Linked DNA regions of Rattus norvegicus: all the other regions are linked to region 3. A link is a contact called in public Hi-C data. All regions are on one chromosome and are shown on one strand. Each heading gives the region's core, a stretch centred on a gene start, on an enhancer-like site or on the middle of the called end of the contact. The rest is flanking DNA. Distances are from core to core; before and after follow the strand shown.

Evidence for each region. A called contact is a pair of places that touch in the nucleus more often than the background predicts.
Region 1: a Hi-C map of Schwann cells shows a contact between it and region 3, with 7 times the contacts expected there. The contact joins the enhancer-like site here to the promoter of Tnfrsf11b in region 3. A contact is called at or near these places in 9 of 12 Hi-C or Micro-C datasets (the A7r5 cell line, the Rat2 cell line, Schwann cells and 6 more) and 1 of 1 datasets of contacts at active chromatin or transcription factors (oligodendrocytes).
Region 2: a Hi-C map of liver shows a contact between it and region 3, with 6 times the contacts expected there. The contact joins the promoter of Colec10 here to the promoter of Tnfrsf11b in region 3. A contact is called at or near these places in 6 of 12 Hi-C or Micro-C datasets (the A7r5 cell line, Schwann cells, frontal cortex and 3 more).

The regions. Positions count from the first base shown.
Region 1 is chr7:87,301,922-87,304,765 of GRCr8, reverse strand. No RefSeq gene overlaps it. Among named protein-coding and RNA genes, the nearest start is that of Tnfrsf11b, 180 kb to the left of the region's middle. Within about 2 kb of position 1,340, at least 9 of the 93 cell types and tissues checked have an H3K27ac peak or open chromatin away from gene starts, as enhancers often do.
Region 2 is chr7:87,633,266-87,636,054 of GRCr8, reverse strand. Colec10 (collectin subfamily member 10) reads right to left here and starts at 1,369. Exons shown (of 6, transcript NM_001130541.1): 1 at 1,213-1,369. The coding sequence starts at 1,360.
Region 3 is chr7:87,482,900-87,485,638 of GRCr8, reverse strand. It overlaps Tnfrsf11b (TNF receptor superfamily member 11B), which reads left to right and starts at 1,315. Exons shown (of 5, transcript NM_012870.2): 1 at 1,315-1,451. The coding sequence starts at 1,419.

The sequences.
Region 1 (2,844 bases), core at 91-2,590, 180 kb after region 3:
TTCTTTAGATTTTTTAAATTTTTCTGTGTCTGTGGACACCCGATTGCATCTCTGGTAAAGTGTTCTCACTGCCTACTCTCTCCTGTCGGGGTCACCAAGGACAAGTCTTCCTCCTCTCCATATGGATGGATGAGCATCGACCCCAGCTCCTGAGACAGGAAGTAGACCTTCCACAGGACACGGGACCAGCACAGGATCCAGGATGCTCCTAACACTATTATTTATGAGTTTATGATTTAATCTATAGTTTTATCAAAGCATTGCACATAATTCTGTCATCATGTTATTACACAACAGTCGCAGTGTCAGTATTTCCCTGAGAAAAACAACATTCTCATAAATCCCATTTTTAGGACACATACGACTTTTCTTTAACAAGGGATGGTGGCTATTTCCTCTAAACCAAGTCCTGTTCCCACACAGTCGCTGGTCTCAAGAGACTAACCCAAACATGGATAGAGATAAAATTTACCTCCTGCCCAGATAAAACAAAACAAAAAACAATAAATAAAACACTGAGAAATAGTGCTGACTTTCCATTCCATTCCAATGGTTCTCAACATCCTGAATGCCACCTTTTAATACAGGTCCCTCAGGTTATGGTGACACTCAACCACAACTGTAATTTTTGCTACTGTTATGAATTATAATGTAAATGTCTGTGTTTTCCAATGGTCATAGGCAATCCCTGTGAAAGGGTCAAACCACCTCCAAAGAAACACTGATCTAGACCATACACTTATCCCAAAGCCGGCATTATTTTCAAGAGGAAGAAAGTCAGAAATTTAAGTAGTTGGATAAGACAATGACCCAACAAATGAGCTGTGATAGCAAGACTTGAGTGGTATGGGCTCAGGGTTGCGGTATGGGGACACATGACAACAACGTAAAAAAAAAAGCTGTGATACAGGAGCTTCGACTGTGCTGTGCACACTCTTATTGCATAGAGTCTGTGTAGAAGACAGTAAAACCTTGGCTCTTCTAAGACTGGTAACTTCACTTTTGAATTTCTTCCGTTTCCCAGGACCCCACTTCCAACCTCAGTTAATCCTCCTGAAAATACAACAGTTCTTCCCAGCCTTGCTGTTCCAACGGTCGTTTATGCATGCCAACTCCTTAACTGTGATTGTATTGATCCTTATGCCGGTGAATCAAAGCTCAGCATAGGCCCGAGACCTTGAGACGTTCACGGCATAGCTCTTTTTGACAGACTTATTTAAGGAGGTGTTTTGTTTTAACCGAGCTTCGTTGCTTTTTCCAGCTAAGAATATCCTCAACTTCAAGACCAAATTCTTAGGCTTCTGTAGAGGGTTCCTGGAATTAATCTCCGCCTCATAAATCAGCCTGACTGCCAAGGACTCCTCAGACCATTCCTGGCAAAGACAAACTCTTGGTGTTAAGTGCCTACTGCCAAAACGCAGTGTAGTGTGACTGCCATCTACTGGCAGGGCCTTGGCATTACAGAATGGGCTCCCACGCACTTCGTGGCTGAAGCACTCCTTTGCAAAACATAAACCTTTTCTGGAGAAATAAAGACCCAGTTTGGTCATAAATTTTGTCCACATTCAACACCAAAATCCCCATGCCTTTTTTGTGGAAGAGATTCAGAATCAGTAGGACTGATTCTGGTTTGTGGTGAGCTTTCCAATTCTAAATCCAGTGAAGCAATGGGGTTGTTAGCTCCTAACCTCCTATTCTCATCAGCTACCAAGTTCCCTCAGCAGAACCTATCATCAAGCCCAGAGGTAGTGCTGATTCTGTGGGTTCACGCGCTATCAAGAACTGAATCACTTGCCATGTCCCTCAGCAGCGATCACTATTAAAAAAAATTCCTTCTCCTTAAGAGAAAAGATTGTGCTTCTTAGAACCCAAATGACAAAACATTGAGCATTGAAATTTAGAAGATGATAGTCTTTTTTTCATTATAGTAGGCACACCTCCATATTCAATGAGAATTAAGTGTCGTTCTTGCATTAAACATATTCTTGAAATCAGAGCTAAGCACTTGCTCCTTCGCGATGCCCGTATTTCTCACTCGTATCGGTAGGGTTTGTGGAACCTCACAATTGGCAGGCACATAGTCCACTTCTTGGAAGAGCCTTATTCGTGTTAGAAGCAACTAACCCAACCCAGAGCCCCGCTGACGTTCATTAGCCAAGATTTCTTTATTAAAGGGCATGGGGACCGAGATCTGTGATCTTACACAAACGCTTCAAATTTTATGACGTGAAATTTACAAACCAAATGACTCTATACTTCTGTAATCATCAGTTCTCCCATTCCCAACTTGCTCCACCTTAATAAACAGCCTAGAGACATAATCACCAACATTTCCAAGTGCTGGCAACCTGTCTCAAAACACAAAAAACAAAACAAACAAACACAAAAACCCCACAGATCTATGTACTGTCCATGTTTACAGAAACTTCTTTAGTCCTGTGTGTCATCATCTCTTGTTAACAGTGGCAATGTTCTGCTAAACGGTCCCTCAATCCATTCTTGCCTCCAGGTTTCCAATTTTTTAGAATGATAACTGCAATAATCTTTGTAAATATGTCTCTAGCAGTGACCAAACCTTGAGGCATGGCTTACACAACCCCTTCCATGAGCTGACTTTATGTATGTTATGTATGTATGTATGTATGTATGTATGTATGTATGTATGTATGTATATGTGTATGTATGTATTTTATTGCTTCCCGTATCTTCCAGTCACTCACCTTATCCACCAAAACTCTCAAACTTCTGCTCTTACAGCCCTTGAATTTTGCTCCCACTTGGGAGTCTTTAGATCTTTTTTTATCTCTCAGGTACCAGATTTCTGCTGTCAAAGCTCTTTCTTTT
Region 2 (2,789 bases), core at 120-2,619, 150 kb before region 3:
TAGATTCTCTCAGTTGCACAATTGAGGAAGCCTTCAATATACAGTCTTCAGAATACCACAGGGAAAACACAATTTCCTTGTATGCTGTGAAAGGTCCAGTAATAGATTTAAGTAAATACTATTTCTAACCAAAACTTTCCTCTCTGAACATTTGCCCTTGCATTATTCATCTACTCACCAAGGAAATGATTTGGAAGCCCCAAGGTCTCTCTGTGACTCCCTCCATTTATTTTATGGTAGCAAAGGTTAGAAGCTGGATTGCAATCGCAGGAGAAAATTAATTCAATGATTAAGAAAAATGCACTTTAAGCAATACAAATTTAAATAACTGACAAGCACCGAGTCATGTTGCTTTCCTTTCTTTCTTCTTTTAAATCTTTTATTTTCTACTCGAGACTTTAAGCAGCTACAATTCTTTTGCCCAATAGCCTCAGGAAGCATAGCATGAATTACTAATAGGAGAGAACCAATCTACACTGCACTGGCCACTTTCAGAACAAAAAGGGTAAGAGCTGACACAAGGAAAACAGATTTATTTAACTGACTGCTCACCTACCTCCAAGGGAAAAAATAGCAATGACAACCAGTGCTAGAAGGGCATTTGGACCTTAGACCCTGACTCTACCTGGGGGGATAAAAAGGAATATTTTATCATTCTCCAGCTGAAGGCAATTGACCTCAGAGATTCCACTTTTGAATAAAAAATATTCATTTGTATACTACTTTTGATCTTTAGTTAAGAACATCTTCCCCACTGGAACTTAGGAGCCCATTAATTAAAAAACATATACTTTAGAAAAATTTATTTTTGACCATCTAGGTAAATTTATCTTTCGAATCAGTGTGAGTGAGGAAAGAGAGGAAGGATGGTAGCTCTAGGGTAAAGGAAGGTAGTCCAATCGAAAAGGTTAAGAATCCTCACCTCATCTAAATACAATGGAAGAGTTTCCCAGAGTCCTCAGGGTTTGACATCAGACTTAAATCCTAGGACTTCACCTTTTTCCACCTTCCCTAAACTACCATCAAGGAAATCTATAGTAAATAACTAATAGTCCACTGATTTCCAAAATAGACAGGAAGTCAGAGGAAACTAGGAAGGAGGGGGAGAGAGGACACACAGCAGTTAGGGCGGATTTGAGGTGAGGAAAGAGATCCTATCTATTTTTATACAATATTATAAAAATTTTATAAAATTTGAGGTTTCTTCCTCACCTTTAGGTCCTGGTGAAATGGTATGTGTGACACAGACTTCTGCAGCAGAGCGACCATCAACATCCAGACCCAGACTCTGAAAGTGCAAGAGAAACAGCAGCAGCAGGATGAACTGGTTTCTTCGAAGCAGGACTCTACAGCCATTCATGACTGTGGTTCTTCAAAAGAGGGTCCCTAAGGCACACGAAATAAACAGCATTATTTTTTAAAGTAAAACCTTCTGCTTCAGAAGAAAAAAAAGGGGGTATCTGGAAAGTACATTCCAGAAATGGCTTCAAAGACAAGCAAGGAGGCATTCCCTTGGGTGTTTATTTTCTCAGGATTCCAAATGGACCATACATTGTCCAGACCGTTTCTTTTCAAATGACAACAGTTTATTGAAAATTATCTCTAAACTAAACACTCGGATGTGCAGGTCAATGGAAACTTTCCCATAAGCAGAGAGACTAGAGCTGATTGGTACTGAGTACTTAGTTTGCTATGAGTTTAAACATTGCATTCCAGGAGTGTTGGGGAGGTTGCGACCTGAGATTTCTGCACATTTTGCAAACATCATGCATGGCTTTAAGCTTTTTATAATGTGTTGCTTGTTCCTGAATGTGCAGTTGATCACAGATGTTCTTAATATTTTCTATGACATAGCTCTTTCTCTTGAGAGCATAAATTACCCTAAGAGTAAGCTCCAAATGAATGATTTTTTTCTGAAAGTCAATCTGGTAATAAGGATAAAAGTTATTAAAAATGTGTATAATTATGGCCTGGTCCTTGCCATTCTATCATGCTTTCAAGGAAATAACATAAAACAAAGACAGCTTTATTTGGAAAATGGGACAAGATAGGAAGGGATATGATTTATCCATCTCCATAATAATAGCTGACAAGTTATGGTAAAATACAAATATATTAGTATGACATTTGTAGCAAGTTCTTTACTTAATTATAGAGAAAGTGTTCAATTATATTTCTTAAATGACAGATGATTTTTATATTACTATATGGATTTGATATAGACATATAGACATCCTGGTGATTGAGGTCTCTATATTTCTCTATGTATTGCTATTCTGATATAACTGTTTCACTATGAACAGTCTAGATTTGACTGTAATTTATTAGAAAATTAGAATAAGTCATTTACATTGGAGAGACCTCTCATATTCTTTTTAAATTCTGTGTTTCTCTGTCTCTATCTTGCTATGTCATTCCCTTCTTTTCTCCCCCTCTCTCCTACCATTATGCACCCTCTCTCCCCTGTGTGCACACATGGATGCAGGTATGAGCATAAGCAACATGTGTACATGTGGAAGCAAGAAGTCAACATTAGGTATCAACTGCTCTCTACCTTACTTTTTAAGATAATGTCATAATGTCTCACTGTACCTAAAACTTGCCAATTTGGCTAAGGTGGCCAGTCAGGAAGCTCCTAGGTACCCCATTTCCACACCCAGCACTGGAATTGCAGGTGCTGGGATGCAACTAAACCCACGTTTCTTTCCTTCCTTCCTTCCTTCCTTCTGTCCGTCTGCCCGCCCGCCTGCCTTCCTTCCTTCCTTCCTTCCTTCCTTCCTTCCTTCCTT
Region 3 (2,739 bases), core at 66-2,565:
TGCTACGTTTTGAGAAAAATGCTTTCAGCTAATATCCCAGATGACTACTCCTGAACAGAAATAATACCTCTGCCACTAACAGGGCTTGAAAGTTTACATTTAGATCTACCTGGATCTTAAGTGTTGGCATCATACTGGAGCAGCAGTAGAAACTAAAGCACAAGAGGCTAATGTAGAATCATGCAACCTTTCCCTCCTGCATGATGTGGTAATGGAGTGAACTACTTTGAACTCCGGATAGGATGAGATCCACCCTGCTGGGATGAGGTGGCATCTCCTCGAGGTGACAGAAGAATTTGCTCCGGAGACATCTCACTAACCCTGCCCCTGATAAGAAATCCAGTTCTGCAGGGAGTAATCAGGGCTGTAAGCAGAGCTGGGTGACTACCTACAGCTGACTTGAGAATTCAATTTGGAAAGAATCACTTCTCACCAGGGAGAGGACTGACAAGGCAGGACAAGAACCTTGTTATGCAAATCTTTAAACGAGGCAACAGCAGAGGGCAGTGAAGAGGCGATTTAATAGGTGAAGAGGCATTACACTAGAAGCTTAGTGGTTAGGACTCTCAGGAAGCAACAACCCTTTAGGGAGGAGGATGCTGGGAAGGGAAGAGATGCTTGTAAGGTTTTTCTACTGAAGGTACGAAGAATTTATTCTTCTGCTTCTCCTTAGCTCCTGACCACGTCAGGCAAATAGGAGTTGGACAGATGCGTTCTTCAACGGGCCCAGGACACTTTGCACATTTAACTATAAACTCTCTCAACAGTGCTGAGGACAATGCCATCCCTACCAAAGAAGGATTATTTTGGGAGCTTTAGAATCTTTAGGCAGGAGTTCAGACAATAGACCAAACGAAAACCCCAGACTTCTCCCAGAAAGGGTACAGTGACTGAGACATGTGGCAATATGCTGCTGAAGTTGAAACCTGGGGTAGAGAAGCCAACGCCTGGAGGCTGCCCAGAGGCTCCCTCACCAGTACCAGTCTCTTACCGCAGGTCACAGCTGCCCTGAGGCTAGCCGCGGGCGGGAAGAGGCTCAGAACCCTCAGAGGCGGCGGAACAGCAGCAGCCTTGTTCCACAGCTCAGCGGGGGCTTTCTCCTTCTTTTCTTCTTCCTCTCCCCCTCTCCCCCTGCAGAAATCAGCCATCTCCTCCCCTTGCCCCACGCCTCCGCGTAGGATCCTCCCACTCCGGCGCCCAAAGCGTTAACCCCGGAGTGTCCCGCAGCCCTACCACTAGGGCCCAGGGTTCCTAAAAAGGAAAGGTACAAGGTTGGTCCAGGGGAGACTTACTAGATCAAAGGCAGGGCATACTTCCTGTTGCCCAGACCTTATATAAAACGTCATGTTCGCCTGGGCAGCAGAGAAGCACCTAGCACTGGCCCAGCGGCTGCCGCCTGAGGTTTCCAGAGGACCACAATGAACAAGTGGCTGTGCTGTGCACTCCTGGTGGTAAGTCGTGGGCAGGAGGCTGCTGACCTCCTGGGCTCGGGACCTCCCCTCCGGCTTGATGGGGACCAAGTCCGGCAGTCTCAGGAGGGAGCTGGGGAAGCCTTTTTCTAGCTACAGCAGGCTGCCCTGGAGAGTAAATGGCTTTTCCATGAAAAGTTCCTGCTGAGTTTTTCCAGATGGGAGAGAGACATGGGGAGAAGACTCTTAAGACTTTTTGCTTTGTTTTTGAATCCATTATACTTACCTTATTTATTTACTTATGTTTTATGTAGCGCACCATACCTTCGCTTGACCTGACTTTTTTTTATTACTACAGGTAAAGTAGACTGTATGTTGGAAAGGGAGGCCAGACTTTTTTGAAACTTCTGTAGTACAGTTTGAATGGAGAGTTTAGATAAAAGGCATTACAGAAAATATTCTCTTACTTTTCTGTGTGGTTTACTCTTTTAATAAAGTTTGATTGATCTAGTTCTCAACTTCACTAGTGTGAAAAATACGAACACACTAATGATAATTATGTCATAGAGGATAGTTAACCAGATTAGTACAACAATAAATAAAGAAGCTTCAAACCTGCTTTGAAATGCTGTATGGAAAATAAAGGAATCTCATTATTTTTAGCTTAAGCATTTGGGAAGTTGTTATTTAGGTTTATATACAAGTTTTATCATGCCCAATATTTGTTTCCTTCCAATCAGTAGCCCATGAAACACATGAAGTTACAAACCAGACAGAGAAGTCTGTCTTTAAGTGATTTCTCTGTCTGGAGTACACTAGAGTCAGTGTTTGAAATTCAGCCTCCTGCTCCCATAGTGAGAATGGAAAACTATGTAATCTTTCTCTTAGCCTCAGGGACACACTGACATGCATATGTAATAGCAAAGTCACTCAGGAAAAAAGTGGACAGGAGACTACATAAATATGCCAACTATGTGTGTACATATGCAGATATGTATGTATATGTAACACATATATCCACTTATATGGATGTAGGAAGAATTTTCTAATTTTACTTTATTTTAGGTGTATATGTGGTTTGCGTGTATGTATGTCTGCGTACCACTTGTGTGCCTGGTACTGACTGAGGCCAGAGGAGAGCATCGAGTCCCTTAGAACTGGAGTTACAGACAGTTGTGAGCTGCCATGTGGGGGATGGGAATGAGATCTGAATCTCTGGAGGAGCAGCCAGTACTCTTAACTGCTGAGCCATCCAGATGGTTCTACTCTGAAGAACTTTTTAAGAAGTGGAATTTTTAGAGACCGTGAGATGGCTCGGTGGGTAAAGACA